Linked DNA regions of Anser cygnoides: all the other regions are linked to region 2. The links are chromatin contacts, called in public Hi-C maps. All regions are on one chromosome and are shown on one strand. Each heading gives the region's core, a stretch centred on a gene start, on an enhancer-like site or on the middle of the called end of the contact. The rest is flanking DNA. Distances are from core to core; before and after follow the strand shown. Region 1 holds the start of BOD1L1 (biorientation of chromosomes in cell division 1 like 1). Region 2 holds the start of CPEB2 (cytoplasmic polyadenylation element binding protein 2). Region 3 holds the start of TAPT1 (transmembrane anterior posterior transformation 1).

Region 1 (3,621 bases), core at 1,008-3,507, 500 kb after region 2:
ATATTAAGCATGTGGAAATTCATATGGTAACACAAACATATGTTAGGAACATTTGCTGGGACTTTGAAGGTAAACAAGATCACTCAACTCAGAACAACAAAATATTGGAAAAAAAAATCCTCTTTTATCTTTCAGTGTTTCAGTCCCAAACTGTTTTTGCTTAATTACCTGACATTACCTCATCTTTTCCAATCCATTTTCTCACAATTAAGAAAATTTTACTAGCACTGGATATCAGGCATCAGTAAGCGAGTAACCACAATAAACTACAAGGATAAACACAGAGTACAAAATAAACAACTACAAGTACTGGATAATACTGGAACAATTGAAGCAATTACACTTCAATACGTAAGTTCCTTTGTGAGTCCACTGAAAATGGCAAGATGGCTTAACATTTAGTCATGCATTCATAAATAATTGTATAGCTATATTATAGCGCAGACAACAAATAATGTATCTTTTTGTTAGCATACAAGACTTTATATAACCATTTTTCAGTTAAGGTAAGACCAAAAAGCATTATTAAAAGTAAGAGACAAACGAAGGCTAACTTCAGTTTAATTCAAATGATTGTTTTATTTTCCAGAAGCTTCCAGTTTCTTTTACAGCATCTGCTCATATGACAACATACAATTGGACCCATACAACAACAACAAAGCCATTTGCAGATAGTATTTAGGATTAAAGTTCCAGATTGCTGGATTACCGAGCTGGGTAAATAAGATATCTGAAAAGCCCGCAACAGCCAGTAAGTTGCGTGCAACCTGGGATGGTACTTAACTCATAGCACAGAACAATCTTTCACATTCAGCTGTTGAGTCAATTTGAGTACGGACTGCTTGTTGCAATAGTTTCAGACCACTGGGCATAACTGATCCCTGATAGCCCTTAAATTCCCAAATTTTATTAATGGATTCCTGCTCTCTAGTATTCTTCACAGCACATTCCTTGACATAGCTGGAGACAAAGGCCACAGGTACTCCAGGCTGCCTGTGATGTATGTGAATGGTATGCTGTTCTAGGAAGCAAGAATCTTACTTGTGCTGTTGAAAGGTTTGTTTGTTTTTTTTTAATTTTTCTGCATTATCCTTGAAAAATAAATAACTAAATTGAAGTTGCAGTGCTTTTTCCCAACAAAAAAAAAAATGAAGATGTTGCTAACTTCCCAGTGATGTCTGAATTTTTCATCTACTCTCATGGTCACACACAATTTCTAAAATCAGTAATGCATTTACAGAAATGATACCCCTGAGTTCTGCACTTTCTGGCTTACAGCTACATGGCCTTTAGTCACCATTTGTAAAACTTTTCTTTATTGAGAAAAGATGTAACAGAGCCAGCAGACCTCACGTTGGCATATGTGGGTAGGGGCTGTACCAGGCTCCAAGCTGCAGACTTTGCGATCCTCCTACATTTTGATGGTTTAATCCTTCATGAGGTCTATGTAGAAAGTATGAAACTAGAAAGAAAGGCCAGATTTTAATTACATATGCACCCACAGATCAACAACTCACAATACTCTTAAATATGCCAGATGTAGTTCGTTCTGTGGAGTTGCAAACCATCTAGAAGTACTTATTTCTCAGCAGGAAAACTAGGGGCAAGTTTTATACTTCTGCCATTTTCAAGTGTGCAATAACAACCCCGAGGCTCTTGCCTTTATAGTCAGATATATAATGATTACTAGAGATTGCAATTTCTAATGGCCGTAGCTGCACAAGACCTCCACTCCTCACACCACAAACCTTGTGTAACTGAAATATTAGTACTACCAAATCTCCTTTTTTAGGCTGCAAGCCGGTCTCTGGTGTACTTTTATGTATTTTTGTAATTTTCTTATGTATCGTGGGGAGGACAGATCAGCCTCTTATAGCAGGAACAGCGAAGAACCGAAGCACACCCGGCACTGTCCCCCCCGTTCCCATGCCAGATACGAGGACATTACCCTCCCCGTTTCTCCATATCTACCGTTCCCTCACAGAAAGCCGCTAAAACCGCGCATTTAAACCCCCAGGGCACAGCACGACGTCCTCACACGGCTCCCTCGGCCCCGCCCCCTCCCCAACGGCCGCCCCCGCCATGATGGCGGCCGGCGCAGGAAGGGGCGGGGCGGGGCGGGGCGCGGCCGGGAGCGCGCAGCGCGGCGCGGGGCGGGCGGCAGGGCCGGGGCGGGGGGGGGGGGGGCGGCGCGCGCCGCGCCCGCCCGGGAAGGGGGGGGGGGGGGGGGGGGGGGGGGGGGGCAGCGGCGACTGAGTGCCGCCGTTCCCCCTCCCCGCCCCGCCGCTGTCCGCCCGTGGCCCCGCCCCCTCCGAGGGCCCGGCGGCGGTCGCATGGCGCCGCCGCCGCTTCCCTTCCCTTCCCCTGCGGCCGCCTCTCGCTTCCTCCCTCCGTTCCCTTTCGCTTCCGGGGTCAGAGCCGCCGCGGCTGCCGCTCGGGAGCGAGCCCGGTCCCGCGGCCCGGCCGGCAGCGCCGGCAGCCGCCGCCATGGCCAGCAACCCGCAGCCGCAGCCCCCGCCGCCGCCGCCGCCCCCGCCGCCGCCGCCCCCTCAGCAGCCGCCGCCGCTGCCGGGGGCCGGGGCGGCGGCGGGGGGCGGCGCGGCGGAGCCCGAGCTGGTCTCCATGATCGTCAGCCACCTCAAGAGCCAGGGGCTCTTCGACCAGTTCCGCCGCGACTGCCTGGCCGACGTGGACACCAAGGTAACGGGGCGGGGAGGGCGGCGGGGACGCGGCTGAGGGGATCGCCGGCATTCGGGGCGGTCAGGGGGAGCGAGGGGCGCTGCCCCGCCGCCGGGCTGCCCCCTCTGACGATGTTCTCCTCAGCACACCGTGCTCTGGGGGTAGGCGTGTGCCACCTCTCAGCTTTGTCTCCCTCGTTTTCGGCCGCTTTCCCTCCTCAGCCCGCCTATCAGAATCTGAGGCAGCGCGTGGACAACTTTGTTTCCAACCATCTGGCCACGCACACCTGGAGCCCCCACCTCAACAAGAACCAGCTGAGGAATAACATCAGGCAGCAGGTGCTCAAGTAAGTGGTGCCACTCGCCGTGCTCCCTTCGGACACACCGGTGCTGCGTGGCGGGTGGCTGAGGCGCTAGGTCAGCTGTAAACTGTCCCCTTTCTTTAAAGAGACTCCTGAAGAAGGTTCTGTCGTTGTTTTTTAAAGCTGGTGGTATTTCCGTTAACGGTTCACCATCAGCACTAGCCAGAGTTAGGCTTCAAATGTTATTTTGTCTGATCCAAGTTGAGCCAAGGATGGAAAGCTTAGTTTTGACTTGGGGTATAACATTCTAGTTAAAGATTAACTTTCCTGTCTCTTTTCAGTCAGAAATTAGTAAAATTACTACTGTCATCAAGTTTTGAGCTGAGGAAGTTAATAGGGTTTGACAGATCAAGCTCTGCAGAGTGCAAAGTGAAATTCACAAAATAAGAAACTGGATGCAAATCTGTTATGAGAAGAGCTTTTGCAGAACCGCTGTCATGTCAAACTGATGTCAAACACTTACCTCATGTTTGATTATTTCATTAGCATCCCTTTAGTTTTACTTGTCAGAAAGTAGTCATAAGAATCATCGGAAAGTTTCTTCAAGGGAGCCTGAGTTTGGTCACTGAGCTGGGTCAAAT
Region 2 (3,407 bases), core at 495-2,994:
ATCGATGACGGGATCCCCGGGTAGAAGCTGGTCTCGGACTCCGGGCTCGGCGGCGGCATGGCGCTGATCTGCCCGCCGCCGCCGCCGCTGGACGCCGGAGGCTGCTGCGTCTGCTGCGGAGGCGGCGACGAGGTCTGCACCGACCAGGGGGTGCCGAAGCCGGGCAGCGGCGGAGGAGGAGGGGAAGCCGCCGAGGAGGAGCCGCCCCCGCTCTGGTGATGGGGGCTGGGGATCTCCGGGCTCTGCAGGCTGCTGAAGCCAGAGCCCAGCCCGCCGGGCAGGAGGTTCCCGGGGCTGCCCAGCAAGTGGCTGTTCGGGGGGGACTCCATGGGGGGCGGCTTGGCTTTCGCCTGCAGGCGAGGAGGAGACGGCGGCGGCGGCGGATTCAGGCAGGAGGAGGCGGCGGCCACCCCCACATTGGGGTCGGCGGCCACCGGTGCCGGCGGGCAGGAAGGGGCGAGCCGCTCGGAGCCCGCCCGGTGCTCGGCGGGGCTGAGGGGCCGGTGGCGCGGGTAGTCCCCGGGCGGCGGCGGCGGCGGCTCCGGGGGGTGACCGCCGAGGAGCTGGAGCTGCTGCTGCTGCTGTTGCCTGTGCTCCTGCTGCTGGTACTTGTCAGTGGGGTGGCTGAACTGCTGCTGCTGCTGCGGGGGGTGGTGATGATAGTCTGGGGGGTGGTGGTTATTCAGGGGGTGGCTGCTGCCGAGCTGGGCTGGGCTGCTGAGCGGCGGCGGCGGCGGCTGCTGCTTAAACTCTTTCCTCTTCTGGCTCAGCTGAGGAGGCGGCGGCTGCTGCTGCGGTTGCTGCTTGTTTAAATCCTGGTGGGGGCTGAGACTGGGTTTAAAGTCAGAGGAGGGGTGGCCGGGAGGGGGGTGTCCTGATGCGGGGCCGCTGCCCAGCCTCTCGCCGCCCGGCTGCTGCTGCCGCTGCTGCTGTGTCACCCCCAGGAGCAGCTCATCCTGCATGGCGCGGGGATGCGCAGCGGCGGCCGCCGACGGGAACGGCGAGGGCGGCGGCACACCGGACACGCCGCCGCTGGAGGAACCGGTTGCGGTGGGTGAGAAGGGGCAGGAGGAGGAGGAAGAAGAGGAGGAGGAACGAGAGGCGGCTGCCGGGGAGGGGAAGGACCCCGCGTAGCCAGCGCCTCCTACACCCCACGGCGGGCTGGGGCTGCGGCTGGGGGCCGCTGCCGGCGGCAGGCTGCGGTCCCCCATGGGCCGACGGGGGCTGCCCCGGCACCGCGGGGCGAGGACACCCCGCCCGGCTGGAGACAAAGATAATTAATTAATTCACCTGGGGGGGGCCGGGGGGGGGGGTGGCGAGCACTACTGTAGACCACTACGTAAGCCTAAAAATACCCGCTCCCTACAATAAAACCCTTGCCCTAACCTCCGCTGTACTGTTTTTTAAAAAATTGACCGTTTCTACAATAAATAACCCTATTTTATCGTTTTTTTTTCCTCCCCCCCCTCCTGCTTTTCATTTGTTGACCCCCGTCAGGGCAGCCCTTCCCCTCCCAGCCGCGCCCGCCCGCTGGATCATCCCCGAGAGCCCTTGGCAGGTCGCTTCCCCCGGGGCAGGCCACCCCCCCCTTCCCCTTCTTCTTCCTCCTCCTCCTCCCGCTACACAACAGTTCCGGGGCCGGGCACCGACCGCCGGGCTCCGAGCACCGCGCGGGGCGGACAGGAGGCCGGCCGTCCCGCCGCCTCCTTGCCGAAGCGGGGCCCCGCTCCGCTCCCCCCTCCGCCGCCGCCTCCCCCGCCCCCAATACCGGCTGCCGGCCGGCCGCAACCCCCTTAAGAACGCCGGAACATTCGTCATAGTTACGTCACAGCGCGCCCCGCCCCGCCCGCCCGACCTCGGTAATGAGCCGGCTGGTGGCCACGCCTCCCTCATGAATAATGCATGAAGCCGGCAGCCCCGCCCAATCCCGCGGGCCGGGGGGGGGGCTCGCGCCGCCCAACGACGCGAGGCGCCGGCGGGCGGGGTGGGCGCTACCATTATTATAGAGGGGGGATACAAAGGGGGGTTGTGTGGTGGTTCGTTCCGCCGCCTGCCAGCCTCATTTGCATTGACGCAGGCGTGGGGAGGGGGCGGGGCGCGGCGGCACGAGCCGAGGGGCTGGCGAGGACCGGCCGTTATGGCGGCGGGGGGAGCCCAAAGGAGGGGACAGGGGATACAAATAAACGTTGGGGACGTGTCGTGGCTGGGCCTTTTGGGCTCTTCTCCAGGAATCTGTTAGTGGCCGCCGTCAGAAACTGCGTGGCTGCTTTCCGTTGGGCCAGTGGACCCTTGGCCATTGGAAACATCCCTTATTTTTTAAATTGGTGTGGGCTTGTTCTATGTGAATAAAATGCAGATTAAATACTGTGTGTGTGCTCATCTCTGACGTGAACGTGGGTCTGTGTGGGGGTGTATATTTGGGTATCCATGCCACCTTGCAGGGTTACCACACACAGACAATCGCAGCGCAGAAGACTAGCTGATAAATATTTTCCTTCGCTGTATTTCCCCTTAATGCTCCACCATTATTCATTACGTTGGCATCCAGTCTAACTCTGCAGCTGTCTTCCATGTAACTAAACGTAGGGTGCAGACCGAGGCCCTGCCGATGATGGCATGCTAAGGAAATGTTGCTGGCCGAGTACTGGTTGTGCTCTGAATAGCGAGTTGCTTCATGGCCCGGTCCTCACAAACATGGCTCTGGGGAGCTGTAGAACTGGTAGGATCCAGCTTCCCTCTGCCTCTGTGTCATGCGCCTGATGTTCGGTTATGTGCAAGCCTGAACAGAAGCTGTCCTCTACCTGGGGCGTTTGCTGGCATCTGACCAGGGTGGAAGTAGTGCTGTGCTGTTCTCTCCCGCAGCCAGCTGCCTATTGCTAGAAAGTGCATAGGAACTCGTTTATCTATTGTTTTTGTCCCCTCACCTTTAAATTGAGCCCAAATTCTAGAATATCTTCATTCAGAATAGTTATTGAGGTGTCCATGAGCTTTTAACTCATAGAATCATTAAGGCTGGAAGAGACCTTCAAGATCACCTGGTCCAACCTTCCCCCTACCACCAATGTCACCCACTAGACCTTGTCCCTAAGCACCAGATCCAACCTCTCCTTGAACACCCCCAGGGACGGTGACACCACCACCTCCCTGGGCAACCCATTCCAATGCCTGACTGCTCTTTCTGAGAAGAAATGTCTCCTCATTTCCAACCTAAACCTCTGCTGGTGGACAAGAACACTCATACCTTCTATGACACCCTATGTCTACCATGGTAGCTATCTACTCCGATCATGCACGTTTATTAAAACAAGTTTCATGGGGGGAATCTCATCACTTCTTAACCATGTATAAAGTAAGCATCCACTCTGAATTAGTTGGCTCATCTGCAAACAAAAGACAGGTGCTACCAA
Region 3 (3,721 bases), core at 1,177-3,676, 490 kb before region 2:
CGTTATTTTGAAACCATTCTCCCTGCTAAATGTCTCTCAGAAAACAGCGAAATTCCATCTGTGGGAATACATACAGGATAGTGTCTTGTTCCAGGAAAATCGCTTCAGGAAAAAAAAAAAAAAAAAAAAAGGTGAATAGTTATGAAACTGCAAAGTGGATTCTGACCCTTTGCAGAGTCACATGCAGAGTATGAGTAGCATGTCTCATAGCAGATAAGCTATGAAAAGCAACAAAATACTGCTTCTCATGCCCAAACAGCAGATGGCCCCAGATAATTCCCAACAGCAGATATCGTAATGAGCCACTACTTCCTAAATCAACACTGCTAAAAATTTTTCGCTAAACAACTTTTCCCCTCTGCATTTGTCAGTTCAAAGACTCAAATACCTTGGGGCCGGATTTTGCTACAGTTGCATTTACCTTCTTGAAGTGGCCAACTTGCTAAAATACCACATGTAATAGTTGAAACACACACATCTCTGCACATGTAAAAGAGCACTTCAAAATTGTGACAGGTTACAAAAGGAATGTAAGGCTCAGGAAAAACATATGCAGGGACTCTGTGGGTAGTAATTTGAGAATATCTGCTCATATGCTTTTGAGGTGTCAAAAATACAAGTGAATTCTTGGCTTAAAATTTCTGCAGTCGTACTATTATTGTGCCTTCAGCTGAACTACTTTGAATGAAAAACTGGAATATTTTGTAAACTAATCGAGGTTATCTTGGGTTAACCCAAGATGCAAAAAAAAATGTATGTGCTGTCACAACCAGTGCAAGGCAATTCATTTGATAGCTTCTCAGTGGGCCCGAAGGAAGACACAGCTGGTTGTTAGAGGATGCTTGATGCTGCAAATGCCTTCATTTGGATAAGATTGATAACGAGGTTGTGACAATTTGTTGTCCTTAAAGATCGTGCAATGCATCTTACAGATAGACATAGCTATTGCACACAGCTGGGAGGAGAGAAGCAGTCTCTCAGGGTGTCATGTAACTTTGCATGGACTGCAGCAGCTTTCCTGCTAAGAGGAATTTTTCAAATATTTTTTAGGGACTTCTGCTCCACATCCTATTTTTCAATTGCTTTTTACACCCACAGAGAAAAGAAGGGAGAAGACAAAACTGTTGATGTATTGTAACTATCATTGTTAGTTCTCTGTTTGATGTTATTATACATTTTAAAAAGCTCTCCATGGCCTGAAAACATCAGGACCTTCATTAATCCTACATGATTTTAGGCATCTAGAAGCATTAATGGCAGTGGAAATGGGCACTTTCAGACCATCCAAGGCCTGAAATGCTCTTTGAGACAACTCTTTGTTCAATTAACTTAGAGGTAGAGTTTTAGAAGAAAACTACGCACACTGTGGTCTTCCAAAGAAAGAATAAAGCACTCCTTGTTTTCCCAGGATAAGTGGCTAAATATTAAGCTGAACGAATCTGGCCTCTGAACGCATGATAAGAACACGAGAAGTGAATGTGAAGGAGATCTTGTACTTGAAATTCAGGCCAGGTATTTTGTCCTTGTGCCCATGTGAATTCCTTCTTCAAACAAGTATTCTGCCTTTACCTTGAGCAACCTACTTCTTATATTCATGTTTACTCCTCTATACATTCTAAGCGCTTTGAAACAGGAACAATTATTATTCATTAATAACCCCGCTATGACCACTGCAACTAACCAATGGCATTTTCAGCCTCGGCACTTCCCAAATTGCAAGAGTTTATGCCGCCTTGAGGGCTGGTTTGGGGGCCGGTTGGGTGTGTTGGTGTTTGTGGTCCCACGGAGCATGGCACAGGTGGTCCAGGACCCGGTGGGCTGCCGTGAGCCCTGGGCACACCAGACGACCGCAGCAGCACCATCCTTCACACAGGCTGGCTCACAGACGGCGTCTCCTTCCGGAGGCCTCCTGCACAAAGTGCCGCACAAACACGGACAGCAGGCCGCTGACCTGAAGTGCGAGGTCAGGTCCAACAAGCACATTGAAGTCCCGTTGGCTTTACAGTTAATAATTCACCTCTCACTTTCCTTTTCCAATCACGGCCTTATTTGTGCAGTGCGGCGTAGATTAATAACCTTAAAGCTGCTTTGCACTACTGCCCCTGAGCCCGCGCGACCTTTCCACGCGCGCCCTTTGCACCAACAAGAAGACACGCAAGACCTCTTCCCTCACACAACCATCTTTATTCCCACCCCACGATATAAACAGAACCCGAATACGCCCCGAGGGCCCCAGCTGGGCGGGGGGAGGCTCGGAGAGGAGGGGGAGGCTCGCAGCGGAGGCATCGCCGGGCTGCCGGCGCGCAAGCGGTTAACGGCGGCGGGGCCGCACAAGATGGCGCCGCGCCGGCTTCGCCCCCGTCCCCGCCCCGCGCTCGGCTCTGTAGCGGCGGCCGGGCCGGGCCGCGCGGCGCCGCCGTCGCACGGTGATGAGTCAGCGGCAGGGGCGCGGCGCGGCGCGGGGCTCGGGGGCGGCCAGCGCGGAGCGGGCGGCGAACATGGCCGGCGTTGCCGACGCCGCCGCGCCGGGGAGCGGCGGGGAAGGGCGGCGCGGCGGCGCCCCGGAGCAGCAGCAGCCGCCGCCGCAGCAGCCGCAGCCCCAGCAGCAGGAGGGCTGCCGCGGGGAGCCCAAGACTCTGTGGGGGAGCAGCGAGCCGCAGGCGGCCCCGCAGCAGCGGACGGAGACGCTGGGCTTCTACGAGAGCGACCGGGGCAGGAAGAAGAAGAGGGGGCTCTCGGGTGAGGAGCGGCGGCGGGGAGGGAGGCGGCGGCCCGAGGGGCTGCGGGGAGCGGGGAGGACCCCGGCGGGGCTGTCCCGGCTCCTCTCAGCCCGGCTGAGGGACCGGGTCAGCCTCAGCGGGTGCCCGAGGCGGGGCTGAGGGCGCTGCCGCCGCCGCCGCCTTCGCGAACTTGGGCGAGAGACTTCAAAAAGTGCGCCGGGGTGCGGGGAGCGGCGTTGTTGGCGGCTCCGTGAGGAGAGGAGGGAAAGGAAGGGCAGGGAACGGGGCTCGGCTGGCGGCTGAGGCCCTTCTGCCCCCTTTGCTTTGCTCTCAGCCGCCCAGCTCGGCCCCATCGGTGAAGCGAAGCTCCTACACTCGCCCCGTCCACCCTCATCTCTTCAGACGAGCGTGTTCATAAAGGGCGATGAGAGCACTGAAGTTTCACCTAGCGCGTTAACCGATCGGTGTCCGGACGCTTTTTTTAAGTTATAAGGGTGTCTGTAACGGGAAAGCTTCGCGCTGATGTTAAAAATGGGGTTGTTAAACCTGCAGCCTGCTGAGGACTGGCTCCGGAGAGCCACAGGGGCAGAGCAGTTCTGTGTCCTCAGCTCCGCTCCTCGGGTCTGGGGCACACAACTTGGCTTTCTTCCTGAGGCACGAAACACGCTTCATCGTTAAACATTGCTTGTTAGGTACACGTAATTATCAACATAATAGTCTTTTCCTCTACTACTGAAAGTAGCTGTGTTATTAGAGCCTTGAAATCCTATGCGGAGTGTTAGAAGAGTTTCTCACTGACTGTGTTTTCCTACCTAATGATTTCACAGGGAAAAATAATAAGAGAAAGTAGATTGACAGTAACGGCCTTTACACAGTTTTATTTACATTTATACTTGAACTGATTATTTTAGGTATCCATCAAGTAACTTCTGAAATTTAGCCCAGCCTCGTTCATAAAAAGTAAAAATTGTCATCTAAATGACATGGTTGACATCTACACC

The links. A called contact is a pair of places that touch in the nucleus more often than the background predicts.
Region 1: a contact with region 2 is called in a Hi-C map of liver, with 2.3 times the contacts expected there. The contact joins the promoter of BOD1L1 here to the promoter of CPEB2 in region 2. A contact is called at or near these places in 2 of 7 Hi-C or Micro-C datasets (both in liver).
Region 3: a contact with region 2 is called in a Hi-C map of liver, with 10 times the contacts expected there. The contact joins the promoter of TAPT1 here to the promoter of CPEB2 in region 2. A contact is called at or near these places in 2 of 7 Hi-C or Micro-C datasets (both in liver).

Annotation. Positions count from the first base shown.
Region 1 is chr4:15,078,500-15,082,120 of Taihu_goose_T2T_genome, reverse strand. BOD1L1 (biorientation of chromosomes in cell division 1 like 1) reads left to right here and starts at 2,257. Exons shown (of 25, transcript XM_066995658.1): 1 at 2,257-2,700; 2 at 2,901-3,025. The coding sequence starts at 2,488. It overlaps LOC106033666 (a long non-coding RNA gene), which reads right to left and starts at 2,143. Exons shown (of 2, transcript XR_001205470.3): 1 at 1,972-2,143; 2 at 1,058-1,462.
Region 2 is chr4:15,581,822-15,585,228 of Taihu_goose_T2T_genome, reverse strand. CPEB2 (cytoplasmic polyadenylation element binding protein 2) reads right to left here and starts at 1,744. Exons shown (of 10, transcript XM_048046023.2): 1 at 1-1,744. The coding sequence starts at 1,211.
Region 3 is chr4:16,072,285-16,076,005 of Taihu_goose_T2T_genome, reverse strand. It overlaps TAPT1 (transmembrane anterior posterior transformation 1), which reads left to right and starts at 2,426. Exons shown (of 15, transcript XM_048046954.2): 1 at 2,426-2,739. The coding sequence starts at 2,430. It overlaps LOC136790644 (a long non-coding RNA gene), which reads right to left and starts at 349. Exons shown (of 3, transcript XR_010830970.1): 1 at 1-349.